Regions from separate parts of the Mus musculus genome. Here regions 2, 3, 4 and 5 are each linked to region 1. Evidence: chromatin contacts called from public HiChIP or PLAC-seq data. All regions are on one chromosome and are shown on one strand. Each heading gives the region's core, a stretch centred on a gene start, on an enhancer-like site or on the middle of the called end of the contact. The rest is flanking DNA. Distances are from core to core; before and after follow the strand shown. Region 1 holds the start of Npas3 (neuronal PAS domain protein 3). Region 2 overlaps Npas3 (neuronal PAS domain protein 3). Region 3 overlaps Npas3 (neuronal PAS domain protein 3). Region 4 overlaps Npas3 (neuronal PAS domain protein 3). Region 5 overlaps Npas3 (neuronal PAS domain protein 3).

Region 1 (3,444 bases), core at 324-2,823:
CCTGTGCGGAGTTGTCCTGCTTGGGAGCCTCTGTCACTCTACACCTCGGCAACTTCAGGCCAGTGGGTCCTGTCTCACTGGATCATGGTGGCCCACTGTTTCCCAGGCTCAAAGGGTTAAGCAGGAGCCTGACCGGGAGAAGCGCGATTGGCCCTGGGTCACGGCGGCGTGGAGGTCACAGTTAACTTGGGCTTGTTTGGAGGGTACAGCGACTGCCCTAGCCCTTCAGCTGCAGTGCCCAGGCCCTGAGTGCCAGATGGGAAGAGGGTACCAGAATGGGAAACCACCACTCCCCACCACCACCCAGCCGCAGCAGTAGCAGCAGCAGTTGCAGGAGTAGCAGCAGCAGCAGCAGCAGCCGCTAAGCTGGGCAGGGGCTTTGAGTGTGGGACATTAGCAGAGCTCTGTGTCCCTCAAGGGCTGCATCCGCCTGCTTCTCGCATCTCTGCTCCTGCTCACCAGCCAGAAGACAGGGGGAAAAGTGGGCAACCCGGGTCCTGGGGAGGGATGGAGGGAAACAATCAACTCCCACTCCCCCAACCCTAGCTCAGTGAAACCCAGTGCAAGTCTCACTAAAAAGGCGCATCCAAACTGTAAGGATCTCTCTTCACCCCCTAATGAAAGGCAGGCGTCACAATGTGAAGTAACAGGAAGGCGCGAGGAAATAAATGCACGTGTTTTCTCTTTTTGTTTCCTTGGTGTTTGGAATTCGCAGAGTTCTTTTCAATTGTGGCTACTAATTTATTCGTTTCCTCGGTCAAAGGGGGGCGTTAAGAGATGGATCATAGCGCAAACTAAGATCTAGCTGAGACCCCACCTCACAAGTTTCCCAAGACCAACTCTTCCGCTCACCAGGAGCGGGAAGAGCCCTTTCTTTTAAGCGACCCAAACTCTCCATTGTACAAAAGCGCCAACCCCCCGCCCCGCACTCCGTCGCCTTTGCAAACCACCTCTCCTAGATAACTATCAAGTTCTCCAGGAACCCAACTTGCGCTTGGTCACATTCGCTCTGCTTAATGTGGAGAATAGTGTCAAAGAGGGGTCCAGGCTGAAACGGGAGGCTCTGACGCCCCATTCCTACACCCGCGGGCTGGGATCCTGGTTTCTGGCAGCCTCGGAAGGCTGAAGCCAGCCCGGATGGTGGTTATTTCTCCAGAGAAAGGAGGAGAAAGAGCGCACCACAATCTTGCACTTTGGGTCGGAAGTGCGCGGTGTGTGTGTGTGTGTGTGTGTGTGTGTGTGTGTGTGTGTGTGTAGAAGAGGGAGGGAAAACGCACCCTCCACTGCTCGTTATTCCCTTGCACCGGCCAAGCGCTCGCCAAGCCTCCCGGTGCATCCTTCCTCCTTCACCCCCTCCTCCTCTCAGCTGGGCTCGCGCGGCGCTGCTGGAGCAGCCAGTGAAAGCAACATCCTGGAAAGAGGGGGGAGCAACAGTGCCCCCCAAAAGGGAGAAAAGGCCCCACCCTGACACGTTTTGCTGTTTGCAAGTCCCTCGCACACCCCCCGCACCTCCTCCTCGCCACCCCCCCCCACCTCAGCCCGCTGCGCGCACATCAAAGCGCCTCTCCGCCGCGCACAGTGGCCGCGGCTCACTAATGGGATTGCAGGCTGGTGCCTGGCTCCGCTGCTGCCGCCGCTCGCGCCGCTGCTGCCGCCGCCGCCCGAACCCGAGCCCGAGCCCCCGCCAGCCCGAGCCCAGAGCAGCCGCGCCTGGGGCTCCAAGCCGCGGCGATGATCCGAATCTTTCCGGATTTCAGCGTGCAGGTGACGGCCGCGGCGGCCGGCGGGGCAGCCGCTGGGGTACCGGCCGGTGCGGGCATGGGGAGGGCCGGCGCCGCGGCCAACGGCACCCCGCAGAACGTCCAGGGCATCACCTCCTACCAGCAGCGGTGAGTAGTCCCGTCCGAGCTGGGATAGTGCCCCCGTCTCGGGTACTGGGGTGGGACTCACTTTGCTCTTGTTTTGTGCCTTACAACACACATGCACCTCGTCAGGGCTTACTTTGCCTGCCCCTGTGCTATAGAAGGAGGGGGGGGGGGATACACAATCCGAATTGAAAAGCACTCTAGTGCACTGGCGAAGTGAAGTCATCCTTTGCCCTCTGCCAGGCCCCGAACGTTGAGCCTCAGCCCCGAGTAGCCAGAGAGTTCCAGTCAAGTCTGAGACGCTGCAGGAGATGCTTTTGCAAAGTTTGGGCTTCCTGCCCCCTTTCAGCAAAATGTTCTCAATGCCTCCGCGGGTGCGAATCCGCGCTGACGGACAGCCAGGGGAGCAATTGATCATCGGAGGCTGATTGATCATTTGTTTCCAAATAGGACAGAGACGATTTTCATGTGCAGAGATAGACTTGCGTTTCTACCTAATAGTGTGAGATCCTGTCACCTGTTACTACAGGGAATACAACGTGAAATCCGAATCTCTTAGGCGCTGTTAACTATCTTAAACGCATTATGATGCAAATGGATGGGATTCCGAGATCCAAGTTAGGAAGCAAATTTTACAAAAGTTAGGCTTGGTGGTGAAAGGGAAGTTTTAATATAGAAATTGTTTTTAGTTTTCTAAAGATAGTCTCTAGATTCAAAATAATTGTCATTAAAACACTGAGCAACCTTTGATTGAGGAAGGAAATAAAGAGAAATTTACCATCAACAGCTTTCTAACCCTAAAGTTTTCCCTTTAAGGATAACTTTCGATGTTCTAAGATTTTATTGAAAATGGGATTCACAAAATCGCTATGAGAAAAACTAACAATATAATCAAAAAGGTAAACTCTCTATTCATGAGGCTCAATTTTATGGTAGATGGAAGAAAAAAAAGCACATGAGAGTGTGAAATTAAATATTTGTGTTTCCCAGATTGTACACGATTAAACATCTGAGAGATTTGCCAATGGCATTTAACTTAAAATATACATAATGCATAATTCAAATTCCCATTTTACCTCATCTTTGAAACTTCATTGATTTGAGAGCCTTTGGTTTGAAACAATAGTATTTAAACTGCAAAGGTTACAGTAATCTGTCATTGCTATGTTTTGTGCCTTCTAACCAATGGCCCAGTGACCAGATTTTGCCTAACACAGTATTTTCCAAGTTCATGTAATTGCAAATATTCTGTAGAAGACTTCATTACATGCTCTGCTTATTGTCAAAAGTTTTAAAAAGAAGTCGTGGAAATAACTCTAAAGGGGCAAATCTTTGTCAGACACATATTTTTTATTAAATTATTTTAGTCATGTTTTACTCAAGCGATTACAAGAACCTTTAACAAAAAAGATCTGGGCATCTTTCAAAAGCAGAACACCAGTAAAGAATTCAGTTTCCCCATTTCATGGTTCAGGTATGGGTTTTTTTTTTTTTTTTTTTGTCTTTTATAAAACATTTAAATGACAATAGGATCTGGCGGTCACTTTAACTAGGAAGTGTAGGCAATAGTGACAATAGT
Region 2 (3,444 bases), core at 240-2,739, 620 kb after region 1:
TTCATATTTATTCTGCATATATTTGTTGGCCACTGGCCATGCATTATGCTAGCCCTGGGGGTGCCATAATATTCATAACATCCTGGCCTCTGACTACATGATCCAAAAGACTTTGGTGACAGTGATATCTTTGTTAGGATGTCCTAAGAATGAAGGGATTCATCAGTATCACAAGTCTGACTTGTGTTCTCTGTCATGGCTTCTTTAGCATAGGGATGGCAGTCTAGTGAGTGTCTCCCCTGTGGGAACTCATGGACTCTTGCCAGGTGCCCGTCTCTGTGCTGGACTGCAAAGCCATCTTTCTCCCTCCCTCATGCTACCTGTTCTGTCAGTGTAGATGACTTTAAAACAATGCCTTCTGCTTTTCTTCTTGGTTTCTTAGCATGGTGGCTGGTCTGGTAGGAGCTCCATACAAACATTTACACCAATGCCCATCCCCTCCGTTTGATTAGAAAATGAAAAGGTTTGTTTCCCAGCTACCCAGGGATGAGCTGGAGAAGCACACCAGCTTCTGGCAAGTGGTCAGAGCTCCACATCCGTGTATGGCAATTTGCCACAGACCAACCTTGAAAGGAGTCAAGGCCAAGCAGAATTGCTGAGAGGCGATTTGGGCTGTGTGATCCAAGCCTCTCTGTGTCTTACCAGCATAATCTGATTTGATTCTCAGGGCTTAATTACACCGGTAGAAACCTTATGTAGGAAATTTTCCACCTACCACATCTAATTAGATATGTCCCCCAAAACTTGAACCTTGGGTCACTGCAGTTTACCTAAGCACAGTAAAAGCTCTCTGTCTTAGCTCATTATCCGCATAGCTCCTTCCCCGGGGAGAGTGTATAGCATACCCTTTAACCTGGAAATGATGTGGCTGCCCAGAGGGAGAGAATCCACACACAGAAAAAGAACAATCTGTGGCTGGCCCTGACACTCAGAGTTTGTGTGTGCATGAAGAGGCCCCCCACGTGCCTCTTGAGAGTCTCCAATGCCCCTACCACTGCTACCCAGGCACTGCCTCTCCTTTTATCTTCACAGTATTGCTGTGTGGGAAATAGAGAAGTCTTACCAGTTTTCACAAAGAGAGGGAAATTATAGCTTGCTGACTGACCTCTGAGAGATCAGAAATGTGTGCTGAGTCCACCTCATATTCTCTACGTGTGGGACGGGATGAGTGGCGCAGTCTTGGAATAGGTAGCCTAACTGACTCCTAGCTTGCCCTCTGCCTCCCTCCCCCTACCACGCTTTCATCCCCAGCACAAAGGAAAACCAGCTTGACATAGGCACACTCATCAACTAAGTATTTATAAAGACCCTGAAAGCTGCAGAGAGGAGTATAAAGGCATTTAAGATGTGTGTTCTGTATCATTGGAAAGCTTAAACCTAAATTGTAGAAATAAGGCAGAGACATTAACATTTAAGGGGTGATACATAGTCTCCACTGATGGAGTGCTGGGTGACTCAGTGTCTCAGTAGGACAGAGGCAAGAAAGAACACGTGGCTAAACAGGGAATATAAAATGGGAGTGGACCAGACTATGACTAATGAGTAAAATGGATCTGCTGGGAGAAGGGCATCCATGTGGAGAAAACTAGGTGAGCAAATGCTAGCGACAGAAATAGGCAAAGCATTTTGATGCAAAGCAAATTGCTGAAACACAAATCAGAATTTACATAGAGATGAGGTGGAAAGTCTTTTCAAACTGGTAGACTGGGAACTCTTAAACACCAACTGACCTTTTTAGATAGGAGCATGATGATAATCTTTTAAGGGTGATTCGAGTGACGGAATAAAACAGAGATTCTCTTTTTCCAAACCCTCACCATCCTCTGTGTCTCACAACCTCTGCCTCAACCTCATTTCTCACAGCGTTTAGCAAATCACTAAGCATTCTGCATTATCTAACATACCCCGACATTACAGTGCTACCTAGGGAATTTGTTCTCGGTTTTCCTAAGGTATCACAGCAGGTCAGATGTGATAAAGCTTGTGATGACCTCTGCTTGCATTACCTACATACAGCAGTTGGCCTGGCATGAAACAGACAGTTGTTGTCACTAGAATCCATGCTCCATGGAAGCCAGTGAAATTTCCCTGCCCTACATTTACCCAATGCTTGCTCTGTATGGAGCATGGCACATTATTGACGTGCCATCTCCAGTCCTCCCAACCATTCAGTGAGAAAAGAATGAACAGTGCTGGAGCTCCTCCAGAGCACCATTCATTTTACATGGCAGTGCTAATTGGTTAATTGGTACCAAATTCCCTTCTTTTAACTTCTCCTGGATCTTTTCTATATCTTTTATTCACCTGGAGTACCTGGTATAATTTATGATACATGAAAATGCTCATGCAATTTTAATATGTTTTATTATATTAAATTCCATACAGTATGCTTCTATAATATTTACCCCCAACTCCTTTCTCTAACTTCTCTACTCCGCACCCACCCCCAATTTGATGTCATCCTGGTTTTTTGTTTGTTTGTTTGTTTAATAATCTATGAAGTCCAGTTTGTGCTGCCCACATATGGGTGCAGAGCTATCCAGTGGAGCATAGTCAACCTACCCGGGGTCATGTTTTAAAGAAAACTGACTCGTCCTCCTTCGGAAGTCATCAACTCTCTATAGCTCCTTAGTTAAGAGTGTGGGGACTCTTGAATCTCTTCCCCTAGCTACTTGCTGGATTACTTACTGTCTGGCTTGGTTGTGTGCCGGTTCTTTGCAAGAAACTACAGCTGCTTGAGTGTATGAGTCCTATGTCCTTGTGGGGTCTAGAAGACATTGTTTTGTTCCTGTGCTCCCAGATCTCTGGATTTTAAAAACCTTTCCACCTCATCTTCATCAAGTCTTGGTAATATAGGTGTCCCATTGGTAGCTAAGAACTCCATTGACACTCTCTGTAATTTGGTCAGCTGTGAACTTCTCAGTAGATATATTAAAATGAAAAAAAAAAAAAGAAAGAAAGATCTAGAGAATACTTAACAAGTAGGAAATATGAGGATCAAAGAGCTTTATCTCCAGAGCCTAACTTCCTTTACCCATCAACACAGTAGAGATTTTAGTCAGACAAGTGCTGATAGCTAGCCCCTATAATTCATTCTTCTCCAGTAGGCGAGGACCAATCTCACCCCTTTTCCTTCCTGGTCTTCTATACAGTGGGAGAGTTGAGCTAAAGGATGTCTAAGATTCCTTCTAACTTTCAGTTTTCCTTCAAAGATATGAAAGTAGTGTGTTTAAGTTCACTCACATGAAAAGACAAATAGCAGAGAGTCCTTTACTGGGGACACTTGCCAATAGACTCAATGGTATGGGAGCTCAGAGATGCTCCACAGCAGGCTAATGTACACATGGGAATTGAGTAGATGATCTAAGGATCCCAACTTTGGGTCTCCTGTGTAGACTTCACACAGGGTAGGAATCATTTCTTTTCTCATACTTTATCCCTTCG
Region 3 (3,444 bases), core at 372-2,871, 600 kb after region 1:
ATTTATACAGTATCTTCCCCAAGAATCATGAGAAGCTGTCACTGGGAAAACCAAACCAAAGACCCACAGAAAGGATGCAACTGGTTATCTAAACTAGAATAGGAAAAAGCCATTCCACCCTCTAGGGAGAAGATGGCCAGTATTCTGGATCACTGGGGAAGGCTGACCCCTGATGCCATGGGTTAAAGGGCAAGAGGAACGCGTGTATTCAGGACATCTTGGTACACTTCCAAGTCATTTGATGGTAAAGAAAGGAGTAAGGGAGCAAGGAAAGGCTTGAGAATTGTCTAGGAAGAGAAAAAGCAGACAGATGACATGTTGAAATTGAAGCAACTTCCACACTAGGTTGTAAGGCCGGAACAGGGCTAGGGGGAGTCACTAAAGGTTTGAGAGAAGGGCCATGGTTTTGAAAGGAGAAGGATGACAGTGGAAAGGAACCACTTAAGTAAGGCAAGCTCTCCTCTCACATGTCTGCTGCAATCAAGCTGAAGGATGGGTCTCATGGACAGGCATGGAGAAAGGAGGTGAGCCAGAAAGGGATCCACCCCAGTTCTCACCTGTGTGCTAAGACTAGCCAACTGCGGTCTCATCATGCAGGGTTGCAACCATGATGGCAAACACATGGAAAGGTCAGAGCAGAACAGGCCAACCGTGGACGGAGGGCAGGGTGGTGCCGTCTCTTCTCTGCCAAGCCTTATAAAGATGTGGTATGGGAAACGTGGTAGGTAATGGTGGGTTCTGCTATAGACAACCCCCACTGCATTGCCTGCTGTCCTGTCGCTGAGTGTCACTCTTTAGCCACACCATGCATCTGCTGCCCAGGTCCTTCCCGTTACTTACTGTTGAGCAAGACTACCAAGCTAATCAGAACCTCGGACTGCATTCGTCAGTTCCCACCCCATTCTATTCTGAACCATCTTCACCGAAAGGGAGCATTTTTAATATTTGTAACTTGGAGCTTCTCTGACCTCACAGTCCGAGTCCGTGGGATAAGTCATTTTACCAGGTCCCTCTGGATTTGTAGGCTCCCCAGCTGCCCCTCAGTGTTGCTTGCTACAGCGATCTATTGTGGCGGTGATACAGCGTCTGTCTCAGAAAGCATGGGCAGCACAGCCCTGCAGGAAGCGCTCAGTGAAGGAGGCTGCTTGTGTCATCATTTAGAGTGTATATTATTGTAAAGTTTCAAAAACACCTCCAGGGTTTAAAGATTCATTTCCAAATCTTACCTTTTAGCCGGCAGTGATCAGAGGGAAGGCTGTTTAATAATTCTCACCGCACTCCACCTGCCTCGGTGACGATTTGGCTCGTGTCAAAATAGATTACATTAAACTTTGGAAATGTATCTCAATCCTGGCTTCTGGGGCTTGGAGAAGAAGAAACGGAACAAGGAGAGAAGATGGAGAAGAAGAAAGAGGAAGCTCATAAAGAATAAACGCCCCACCCCCATAGCCCTCCCTGTTCTTTGCACTCCGTAGTAGAGACCTGTGGCCAACTACCTACCGTTCTACAAATATTTAAATGGAATGTGTAAAGTAAGCCGTGATCTATGCCTGCTTGCAAAAGTGGGCCTATTAAAGGAAACAAATGTGTGTCTGTTTCCAGCCGAGGCTGTAATGTGTGGGCTAGTGTTCGTGCCAGCTTTGCTCTGCATTCAGTGTCATAAAGCACACAGTTTATGGTACCGTATGAATTTGTGGGGCTGATTGTTTTATTATATTCGAGTGTAAATTCTGCGTCCCTTTTGGTTCCACCACCATTCCCAGAGAATACAGGTTTTGTGCTGATACGCTGTTTCCCAGCTCTAGGCATGGCCTGCGCCTACTCCTGACTGTAATTTACTTTCTGGTGTCTGTCGCCTTAAGCTTGCCTTCTGACTAGCTTGTTGAATGATGTGCTAATCCATTATATTTTTCAGACAAGTGTATCGACCAGTATAAACAGACTGGAGGGCACAAACCTAAATGAAAGCTATACTTCCCTGAATCATTTAAGAAGCTACGGCGTGGTGGCAGTGTGAAATAACCCGGCTCTCTACATTAAGTAAAGAAGAGATCTCAACAAATAAAACACAACATTGAGATCTCCCCTGCCTGTGGGCGGGAGGCCCCCCACTTCACCTGCTGGCACTGACTCACCTCTCTTGTTTGAGCCGGATGAGAAGAGAATGCTGTTCACGCGTTCTCTTCTGATCTACATCTGGACTGACACCCAGGGCTCAGCTTGCCCTGCCACCTGCGAGGCATTCTTGCTGGATCCTGAGTGTGTTTCATTTGAAGTCACAGACATTACTGTGTCATGTTTATACAAATAAAGAGCAGAAAGCAGGCACTTGAGGAACTACAACAGGAAAAAGTAATTAGCCTTGGATTATAATCCTCCAAGTCCTGCTCTTTGAAAGAGGTGTGAGAATAGACCGGAAGGGGTTTGAGGGAAGGACATGTCAAATATGAATCTTTCTTTTAAAAAGAATGTGTCTGTGGGGCCCAAACTGTATCATTTGCAAGGCCAAAGCCACAGTGGCATTACTTCTCTCAGTAAGAGAACTACTACTCTCGGGCTAGGACGTAGCTCAGTCAGTAAAGCTCTCATCAGCTGAGAGGATCTTCGTTCAAACCCCAGCACTAATTCAAAAAGCCAGGCACAGTAGAACAATTTTAGCAACACCCACCTAACTTTCACATAGACACACACACACACACACACACACACACACACACACACACACACAATTTATCTACATCACTGAGGAAAGAAAGCAAGCTACTGGTACTTCATTTTGTTTCGTCTAAGCTACCTGTCTAAGCTACCACATAGTTGGTACCAAGCCATGTGGAGGAAATAGCAAAGCAGTTCCCTGATTCCCTGATGAGAAACAGGGTTCATTTTCTTCCCAGGGGCCTTTGATGCATGTTGCTTTTATGCCCAGTTGTACTAAGGATTACTTGTTCCTCCTTAGATTACATATTAAAACCATCACATTCTTCTGATATCGCTGTGCCACTTTCTGGGGGTTTAAGCTTAAGTGTGTGCTTCCTCGTTCTGCTCCTTAGTGGTGAGGTACAGCCCACAGCAGTTGCCTCAGAGTACGTGCCTGGAGCCCTCCCTGGATGATGACAGTGATCCCAGTTTGGGGACTCCTCTAGCATGGCATGGGGAACCCTCCCTACCTGCCCAGCACTACCTTCCTGATCCCCAGCTCTTGTCAGGATAAAGGCAATGAGAACCTTATTTTAAAAGAGTGACTGGGCAGAACCTGAGCAATAGTGACAACTTAAAATTCAGAACCTGAAGAAAACAGTGACCTCTTTAAGGAGAATTGGCTTATGAGTCCTTTGTTCTAAAGGCCAATAGCTATAAGTTAGATCGGGGAGCCTTCCCTTCCCACCCCCAATCCCTACCGGGTGTTAAAGAATCAGTCCTTATTTTGAGGCTTCTGGTAAGAAC
Region 4 (3,444 bases), core at 649-3,148, 580 kb after region 1:
TGAGTCTAGCCTTTGGGGGAAACCTAGGCTGTATGGGTCGGCAGCAAGACATGCCATCAACAGGTATCCCCCAAAGTGGGCCGGCAGCAAGACATGCCATCAACAGGTATCCCCCAAAGGGATGGATCAGCAAGTGTCTGCCAAATGGAAGATGCATGGGAAATCCTTGTGTGGAAAGAAATGCTGAAGGATGCAAAGCCCGGCTCCAGCTGTATCAGTGTGGATCCTGCAGAAGCCCAAGCAGGCAGTCTCAGAAAGGGCAGGATCCTCCTTCTGCCTTGACACATTCTGGCTATGTGACACCAAACCCTGTGCTTAATTTCTCTGAGCTTCTGTTTACCCACAGTAAAGTAGAATTCAGTAATATATACAGACAATGTAATTAGCCTAACATTCCTCAATAGTAACTATTAAGTGATCTGAATATTGGTCCCTGCACCATGTACTCTAATAATAAATGTAATGTATATGTGTTAGTAATAGTTTATTTTATATATATATATATATATATATATATATATATATATGCACATTTAAAATACTTTCTAGAAATCTACAGGATATCAAATAACATTTGGTTTTTTTCTTTCCGTTACTTTTCAAAGCCAACAACTTAACACATGGCACTCTCTGTGTGACCAAGTGCCATGTGTTTTGCCAAAGCAGAGCAGTAATATTTTTAGGTCTTTTAGGACCAGAATAATGTACTATTGTGTTACTCTTGCCAAGGGAAGGTTCCTCCGTTAACTTGAAAGAGATCTCTGAATTCCTGGGGAATGATGGATTTGGGCCCTGAACTCTGATCTGGTTACCTTTGCATTAATTAACACATCACATGAGCAAGAGGAGACAAGGAAAGGGACCAGTGAATATCTATGCAGGAACTGATAGTCCCCTGTGACACACACTGTCAAGCATGTCCTGTGGGATCCCTAGATCCTGAGCACAAGTCACACTGAGGTTCACCTGCTGCCCCTGGGGGGTGTGGCAAGTGGGACTCTCTCAAAGGTGACACATTGACAATATACCCAGGCCTGTAGTCTATTTGGTTAGATGTTGATCAAGACATTCATCTCTCTCTGGACTGGATGTCAGGCTTGAACTCAAATCCCAGAGGAAGCAAATGAGCTCTCTGATAACACAGCTTCCAGAAAGTGGGATTTGGATATACAAGCAAACCCAGTCCACGTCGTAGGCTCAGAAGCACGTAGCCTTGTTCTTTTTGTGTCTTAGGTTGCTGTAGCCCATCTTCTCTTCTATACTGATCCTTCTCTTCTAGGAATGAGCGTGAGAAAGAAAGAGAGGGAGGGAGGGAGAAGGAGAGAGGGAGAGAGAGCCAGTGTTTTCTCATCTGAAAGGTTTAGAGTCACACGGTACAAGAAAGGTGTGTCATGGTTTGTTTTCATGGGATTCGTTTGTAGTGTCGAGTCAAATTTGACCCAATACACTCAGTTTCATGCTGAGGCTGGGGAGATGTGTCCTTGGGCAATGGCAATGCATTTGCCACTGACTTAGCGGGGAAGGAAGACAAGGAATTCAGGAGGAACCCAGCCCTTTCCTGTGTACTCTGAAGTGGGGGGTTTCCTTCTTTCCTGTAAGCAGATCCACGTGGACCCTTGGGCTCTGTTCAGGCTCTCTCAAGTTGGGAGCCTAATCTGTGCCTTCTCTATCATTGCCTCAAACAACCGAAGGCATGTGCAGCATTTTCGTGCATTTTATCAAAGCGTGGTTGCATCCAAAAGCAACAAAGGACCTTAATTTTTTTTTCTTTCTGACTCTTTTAACTGTTGCTAAAACAGAGGGGGGAAGATAGATCTGAGAGCCAGGGTCAGTGAAGACGTCAGGGTTTGGAGGGAACACTGCACCGGGCAGGGACCATGTTATTCATGGGTGTATTGTTTCCAGTCTGAGCCGGAATCAGAAGAGCATCACAGATGCCTGACACATTGGACAGGGAACACGTGTGTGCAGTTAGATCACGGGGAACTTACTTTTTTTTTTACTGATGTAATTGTGAAATATGTTCTTTTTACATTCATAATGAGGGGGTGGAACAGATGGTGAGGGCTTGATTTAAAATAATCTGTCATTAAAATACCCTAGCTTACTGGGAGCTCTTCTCTTTAGCTGGTGTTAGGTCATAGGAAAAGAATTCAGGGTGATCTCTTTCCCCTTCCACACTGGAAAAAAGGAAGCCCTAATTTCACGGTGGTAATAGACATGTGAATTGCCCTTATGATGGTCTCCTAGTAAGGTTTTACTCTGAGAAGTCTGGCTGTGGTGGAATGTGCTTTAAAGGGAAAGCAGAGACAAAACTCTGACAAATAAAAATCCATTTATCCCAATGCATTAAACACCCATACCCCTCCGTCATGAAACTGCTTAGTTCCCTACTCTGCAGAGGGACCAACCTCATCCCTTGATAAACACTATGAGGTGCATCCAGCTTTGGGGGCTAAGAAACAGTGGCTCACACTGTCTGCATTATGTGATGTCAGGGGATATAAATTATAATTACAGGCATTATTATTCCAAGACACTGTAGCTCCTGACTCCTGCATCTGAGCCTCGCTCCTGGTTGTCTGCCTCCCAAACTCACTGGGATGTGACAAAGGAACTCTCCCATCAGTCCCGTCTGCATGGCCAGGAACTGTTTTCAGTAATAAGAAAACTGTCTTGATAAATCAGATACTTGCATATCTTTATGATGCTGTTTTTTGACTGTTGCTCCTAAGGTTTTGTTCTCTGTCTGCCTTAAGGAAAGCTGCTAGGTTCCAGGCTTGGTGGTAAATCTTCTGAGGAAGGCTGAGCGTTAACGTTTCTGTAGGTTCTTTTTCATCTTAATCCAACCTTAGATAATAATCAGAAAACTCTACATAGTGGGTAAGAAGATGTAATTAACCCTTTGACCCCAGAATCTTAATTGGTGCCTGTTGAAAACAGTGGGCAGTTAGAAAAATATATTTTAGAAAGTAGCCTGTAGTCATCCAACAGATTGGTGTATAGTGGCTCCCTCAACTCAAAAATCTTTAAAATATCCACAGAACTTTCAGATTAATCACATTTGGCTTCCCAAACTACCTATTGAATTATTCCTTCTACCTTCCAATGTCCCTTTAAAATTGGGACACTGAAATTAAATCAATATTAATGTTACCCTTCAAACTGATTTCAATAGCAGGGGTTGGCTAGCTGAGGAGGGGGCAGCCTTGAGGCACAGGGGAGCAGCTTGTGTATAGTAGCTTGACAATGTGTTTTCTATCCCAGTCCCCTTCCTGTTCAGTAGCCGAAAGGTTGTCAAGGCTGAGTTATGAGGGTGAATCTCAGACTGTGGGTAGAGTTGGCCGGAATGATGAGCAGACCATGGAAATGCTGTTAATTAGCCAGATTATTAAACCTTTTCCCTGCTCCTCAGCTAGATATTACATTTTTGTAGTGTGTGTG
Region 5 (3,444 bases), core at 446-2,945, 520 kb after region 1:
GCCAAGTAGTATGTTCTTACCAGTGGAGTCTGGGCCTGAGTCTATGAAGAACAGGGGGGTCTTTTTTTGTCCCTTACTTGAGGGACGTGAATATCTCAAGCGCAGAGAAGAGTCGCCCAGTCTCTGCTCTGCAGAGGATGGTTGTCATCTGCACAGACTGTAGATTTCAGTGTAGCACTAATACCTAGCGCAGTGGCCTTTCATCCCTTTTACTGTGTAATATGCAGGTAGGAGCCTCATTGGGTAGGGTCTGGCTCCCCTTGGTATGGAAAGGGACAGGGATTGAAGCAAGGCGCTTCCTGTCCACAGCGATGTGTTATTGATGAGCTGGCATTTGCCCTGTGGCCCTCCCAGAGGGCCGCTCACATCTATTACTCACACACATCGATTGGTTAATTTGATAATTCTATCACCAATCGGCTGGTGTCTGACCTTTCACCACGGCAATGATGGCAGCCTCTTCATTTTTACATTGCAGACCAGTTAGATTGACCTTTTTGAGGAGAATGTCAAGGCATCCCTTGATCTTAGCCTGTCACTGGATTTGTTAGAACCGCACTGTCCCTTAACCTTGATTTATGGTGTTTCAGTGCTCAGGATGTGTGTTTGGTTTGTTTTCAAAATACCTCTGGAGCCCTGGCGATCAGGCCTGGAGCCTGGCTGAGAAAGTCACACACTCACTGCGCACGCGCGCGCTCCATGCTCAGAAGTCATCTACGGCTCTGTTTTTCTTTCCTTTGGCAAGTCAGCTTACACTTCCCGGGAAATTCCTCATCATCATTTTGGTAGCAAACGGAAACGCTAGGCCAACTTTCCCAGGATTTTTGGGAATTTGCTTCTGTTCACAGATTGATGAAACTGGTAGGACCTCTTTTAAAATCCCCAGTAAACCAGGGGAAGTCCGATGGTAAAGTGTTGTTTGCTCTCCTGGTTTTTCCTTTTCTTCACCTACCTAATTTATACTCTTGCCAGAGGGGAGAAATTGTCTCTTCTGCACACGGCTCCTTGGGGAGCGATACAAGGGCGTCGCTTTGTGCCTCTGAAATTGTGGATTTGCTTTTCAGTTCCACTACGGACAAAATGAAAGGGAACTTTCTCCCGGGTCCTTCCCAGTGTGTTTGTGCACCCGCGTGGTGTATATTTGCGGATGAATTTGTGGATGACACATGTGCACCGTTGATCCAGGCACCGTGTCACCTCAGCTGGGGTGAGCGCCAAGCAAGGGAGACCTAGCTAAAATCAGAGGGTTTGACTAAAAAGCAGCCAAACCAATTTTGCTAAAATTTAGTAAAATCAAAACTCTGCTCCCAGGATTGAGAAGTTGCATGCCAAATTTCAGCCTGAAGCGAATTTAAATGGCTGAGTTATAAACCTTTCATAAAGGATGTTTTGTCACTCAGTAAAGATAAAAAGGCTCCTTTTTTGAAAAGGAAATTATCTAGGCACATAGTCTTCAGCGGGGATTGTTGCCGTTTATTTAAAGAAAACACAATTTTAAATGACTGGGTTTTGGAGGACTGGAAGCAGCAACTGTGTCTGAGCAGTAATTATGTTTCATAATTTTGTTTAGCAAGTATTACATATTATATGAATAGCATCATCGTGGAAATGATTAGCATTCATACTATGCAAAATTCTGCATATTAAGAGCTGAACAGTAGTGTCCCACATACAATACATTGTAATGGCTCCAAATTACATTGTGTCCAAGGAGCAGTCGGTTCCTAGGCCTCCCTGCATGGTGCAGGCTTAGAGCAGGCCTTGGCTTCCCGCAGCCCCATTAAAGAAACACCTCAGCTTGGACCAGCAGTTCCCTCAATGATGCTTTGGTTTCTGTGTGTGCTGTGAGCCTGGCAAAGTACCTGCTGGCCTGGATCTGCCTTCTGGACACGGTGACACCATGGGAATGGAAGGGTTTGCTGACTGCAAGGTTTCTGTTATGAGTCTTGTGTTTGGAGTCCCTGTGTAAATTGTCTCTTAGCTTGGAAGGGACACTGAATCCATACCAGTACTATCTCAGCTGCAGAGTCCTGCGGAGGTTGGGAATGGGAAAGGGGCCAGATCTTTACTTTTGGGAAACCCATTCTCTGAAGGAAAGTTGTTATTAGGTGGGTGTTATTAATGTTGTTGAAAAGCTCTGAAAGAAGTGAAAATATGTCTTAAAATTTTCACTTTTTGGCCACACTTGTAATCTAGGACCCAAGTTTGCAAGTTTGACGCTATCCTGTACGCTATAGAAAGGCTCTGTCTCAAAGTATGCATGTGTGCAGCTGAGAGAGAGAGAGAGAGAGAGAGAGAGAGAGAGAGAGAGAGAGAGAGAGAGAGAGAGAGAGAGGAGCATGTGTGAAGAGAAAGGAGGGGATCTTTTAGATATCAAAAAAGAATTCTATGTCTAAGCTTGGTTCTTCTTTGTACTGGGGTCTCAGAAACGGTTAGGACCCATTTATTGTGATTGTTTAATTGGGTTTCTCAAAACTACCAAAGTTTAAGTACTACAAGACCCCACCTCTTTCCCCTTCAAAAGCTAGAGTGTGCATTTCAGATTTAGTCATCTCTGTAAGAAAAAGAGGAGACCAGAAGTGTAGCCCCCCGTTTTCCCATTGCTTATGGACACAGCTTTATTGTTGCAATGCAGTCAACTAAAGAACAGTGCCAAAAAACCGCAGATCACTGGAGTTCTGGTAAATCCCTCCGAACCATGAGCCCTGGTTCCAACGAAGCTCTGTCAACATGGCTTTGAACTGAATGTGCCTCTGGGTTTTTCTGAAGTCCTGCAATGACCCATGGGACAGGGTCTGACCGAGGTACAGTGGAGAACTCTAAATCAGTCACTAATGGCACAGGTTTTCCCGATGTTCAGGGGCACTCGCCTCAACTTCGAGATGCTCCTGCTGTATGCTCCCTCCTCATTTTTTCCTGGTTTCTCCTTACTTCCAACTGTTTGCTCCAGGCAGCCTCCTCAGTGAGGCATCAAAAGAATCAAAAGTTTCCTTCTGCCCAACTCCAGTGTCTGTTCTGCCCCTGTCTTGTGGCTCTGAAGAGGGGAAAAATAAAGGAAGCCAGGGTTCATTGCATTTCTCTTACATCTGCCCCCTGGTGACTGGCCCTCCTCGCTGATTTCTTATGAAGCCATAGCTCCAGGGTGGCAGCACCATACCCAGTCAAGAACAGAAGGAGTTTAAAGGAAGCATCTAATAGTACCCAGCAATCAGTGAGCTGTGCATAACCAACCACACCCACAGAATCAGGGATGGGATTCCTCTTTAAGAAATTCAACATCACATGAGAGAGGTTATTTTTAAAATCTGGGAAATGCGGGGGGAAACAAAGGCTTTGCAAGCACTGGCGTTTTCTGTGTGGGGTGTGCATATCTGAATGTAAAGCTCTCCGCATTTCCCGCTGGATGGTTTTCAAAGTCGGTTTGTCTGCTCTGAGAAAAAAATA

Evidence for each region. HiChIP or PLAC-seq counts read pairs in DNA pulled down with a chosen protein or histone mark.
Region 2: an H3K4me3 HiChIP or PLAC-seq map of neural tube shows a contact between it and region 1, with 6 times the contacts expected there. The contact joins the enhancer-like site here to the promoter of Npas3 in region 1. A contact is called at or near these places in 6 of 39 promoter capture datasets (the 3T3-L1 cell line, 3T3-L1-derived adipocytes, cranial neural crest and 3 more), 7 of 115 datasets of contacts at active chromatin or transcription factors (embryonic forebrain, embryonic hindbrain, embryonic limb bud and 4 more) and 2 of 9 other capture datasets (embryonic tail and pancreatic islet).
Region 3: an H3K27ac HiChIP or PLAC-seq map of oligodendrocyte precursor cells shows a contact between it and region 1, with 5 times the contacts expected there. The contact joins the enhancer-like site here to the promoter of Npas3 in region 1. A contact is called at or near these places in 11 of 39 promoter capture datasets (the 3T3-L1 cell line, 3T3-L1-derived adipocytes, the HPC-7 cell line and 6 more), 2 of 484 Hi-C or Micro-C datasets (cerebral cortex and cortical neurons), 9 of 115 datasets of contacts at active chromatin or transcription factors (astrocytes, craniofacial prominence, embryonic basal ganglia and 6 more) and 1 of 9 other capture datasets (embryonic stem cells).
Region 4: an H3K4me3 HiChIP or PLAC-seq map of embryonic forebrain shows a contact between it and region 1, with 6 times the contacts expected there. The contact joins the enhancer-like site here to the promoter of Npas3 in region 1. A contact is called at or near these places in 9 of 39 promoter capture datasets (the 3T3-L1 cell line, 3T3-L1-derived adipocytes, the C10 cell line and 5 more), 4 of 484 Hi-C or Micro-C datasets (cerebral cortex, cortical neurons, palatal mesenchyme and 1 more) and 9 of 115 datasets of contacts at active chromatin or transcription factors (VIP interneurons, astrocytes, craniofacial prominence and 6 more).
Region 5: an H3K27ac HiChIP or PLAC-seq map of SST interneurons shows a contact between it and region 1, with 5 times the contacts expected there. The contact joins the enhancer-like site here to the promoter of Npas3 in region 1. A contact is called at or near these places in 3 of 39 promoter capture datasets (the 3T3-L1 cell line, hippocampal neurons and pre-B cells), 5 of 484 Hi-C or Micro-C datasets (cortical neurons, frontal cortex and uterus), 14 of 115 datasets of contacts at active chromatin or transcription factors (SST interneurons, VIP interneurons, astrocytes and 10 more) and 3 of 9 other capture datasets (adipose tissue, embryonic stem cells and liver).

What each region holds. Positions count from the first base shown.
Region 1 is chr12:53,246,859-53,250,302 of GRCm38.p6, forward strand. Npas3 (neuronal PAS domain protein 3) reads left to right here and starts at 1,574. Exons shown (of 12, transcript NM_001370962.1): 1 at 1,574-1,889. The coding sequence starts at 1,732.
Region 2 is chr12:53,864,387-53,867,830 of GRCm38.p6, forward strand. The region is part of intron 5 of Npas3 (neuronal PAS domain protein 3); the gene reads left to right. Gm35614 (a long non-coding RNA gene) reads left to right here. Exons shown (of 2, transcript XR_381599.3): 2 at 1-3,444. Among named protein-coding and RNA genes, the nearest start is that of Gm35614, 34 kb to the left of the region's middle. Within about 2 kb of position 1,490, at least 18 of the 459 cell types and tissues checked have an H3K27ac peak or open chromatin away from gene starts, as enhancers often do.
Region 3 is chr12:53,844,835-53,848,278 of GRCm38.p6, forward strand. The region is part of intron 5 of Npas3 (neuronal PAS domain protein 3); the gene reads left to right. Gm35614 (a long non-coding RNA gene) reads left to right here. Exons shown (of 2, transcript XR_381599.3): 2 at 1,234-3,444. Among named protein-coding and RNA genes, the nearest start is that of Gm35614, 15 kb to the left of the region's middle. Within about 2 kb of position 1,622, at least 19 of the 459 cell types and tissues checked have an H3K27ac peak or open chromatin away from gene starts, as enhancers often do. A contact at or near this core is called in embryonic limb bud and oligodendrocyte precursor cells, where this site is marked.
Region 4 is chr12:53,824,498-53,827,941 of GRCm38.p6, forward strand. All of the region lies in intron 4 of Npas3 (neuronal PAS domain protein 3), which reads left to right. Among named protein-coding and RNA genes, the nearest start is that of Gm35614, 5.6 kb to the right of the region's middle. Within about 2 kb of position 1,899, at least 19 of the 459 cell types and tissues checked have an H3K27ac peak or open chromatin away from gene starts, as enhancers often do. A contact at or near this core is called in VIP interneurons, embryonic forebrain and hippocampal neurons, where this site is marked.
Region 5 is chr12:53,767,901-53,771,344 of GRCm38.p6, forward strand. All of the region lies in intron 4 of Npas3 (neuronal PAS domain protein 3), which reads left to right. Among named protein-coding and RNA genes, the nearest start is that of Gm35614, 62 kb to the right of the region's middle. Within about 2 kb of position 1,696, at least 12 of the 459 cell types and tissues checked have an H3K27ac peak or open chromatin away from gene starts, as enhancers often do. A contact at or near this core is called in SST interneurons, where this site is marked.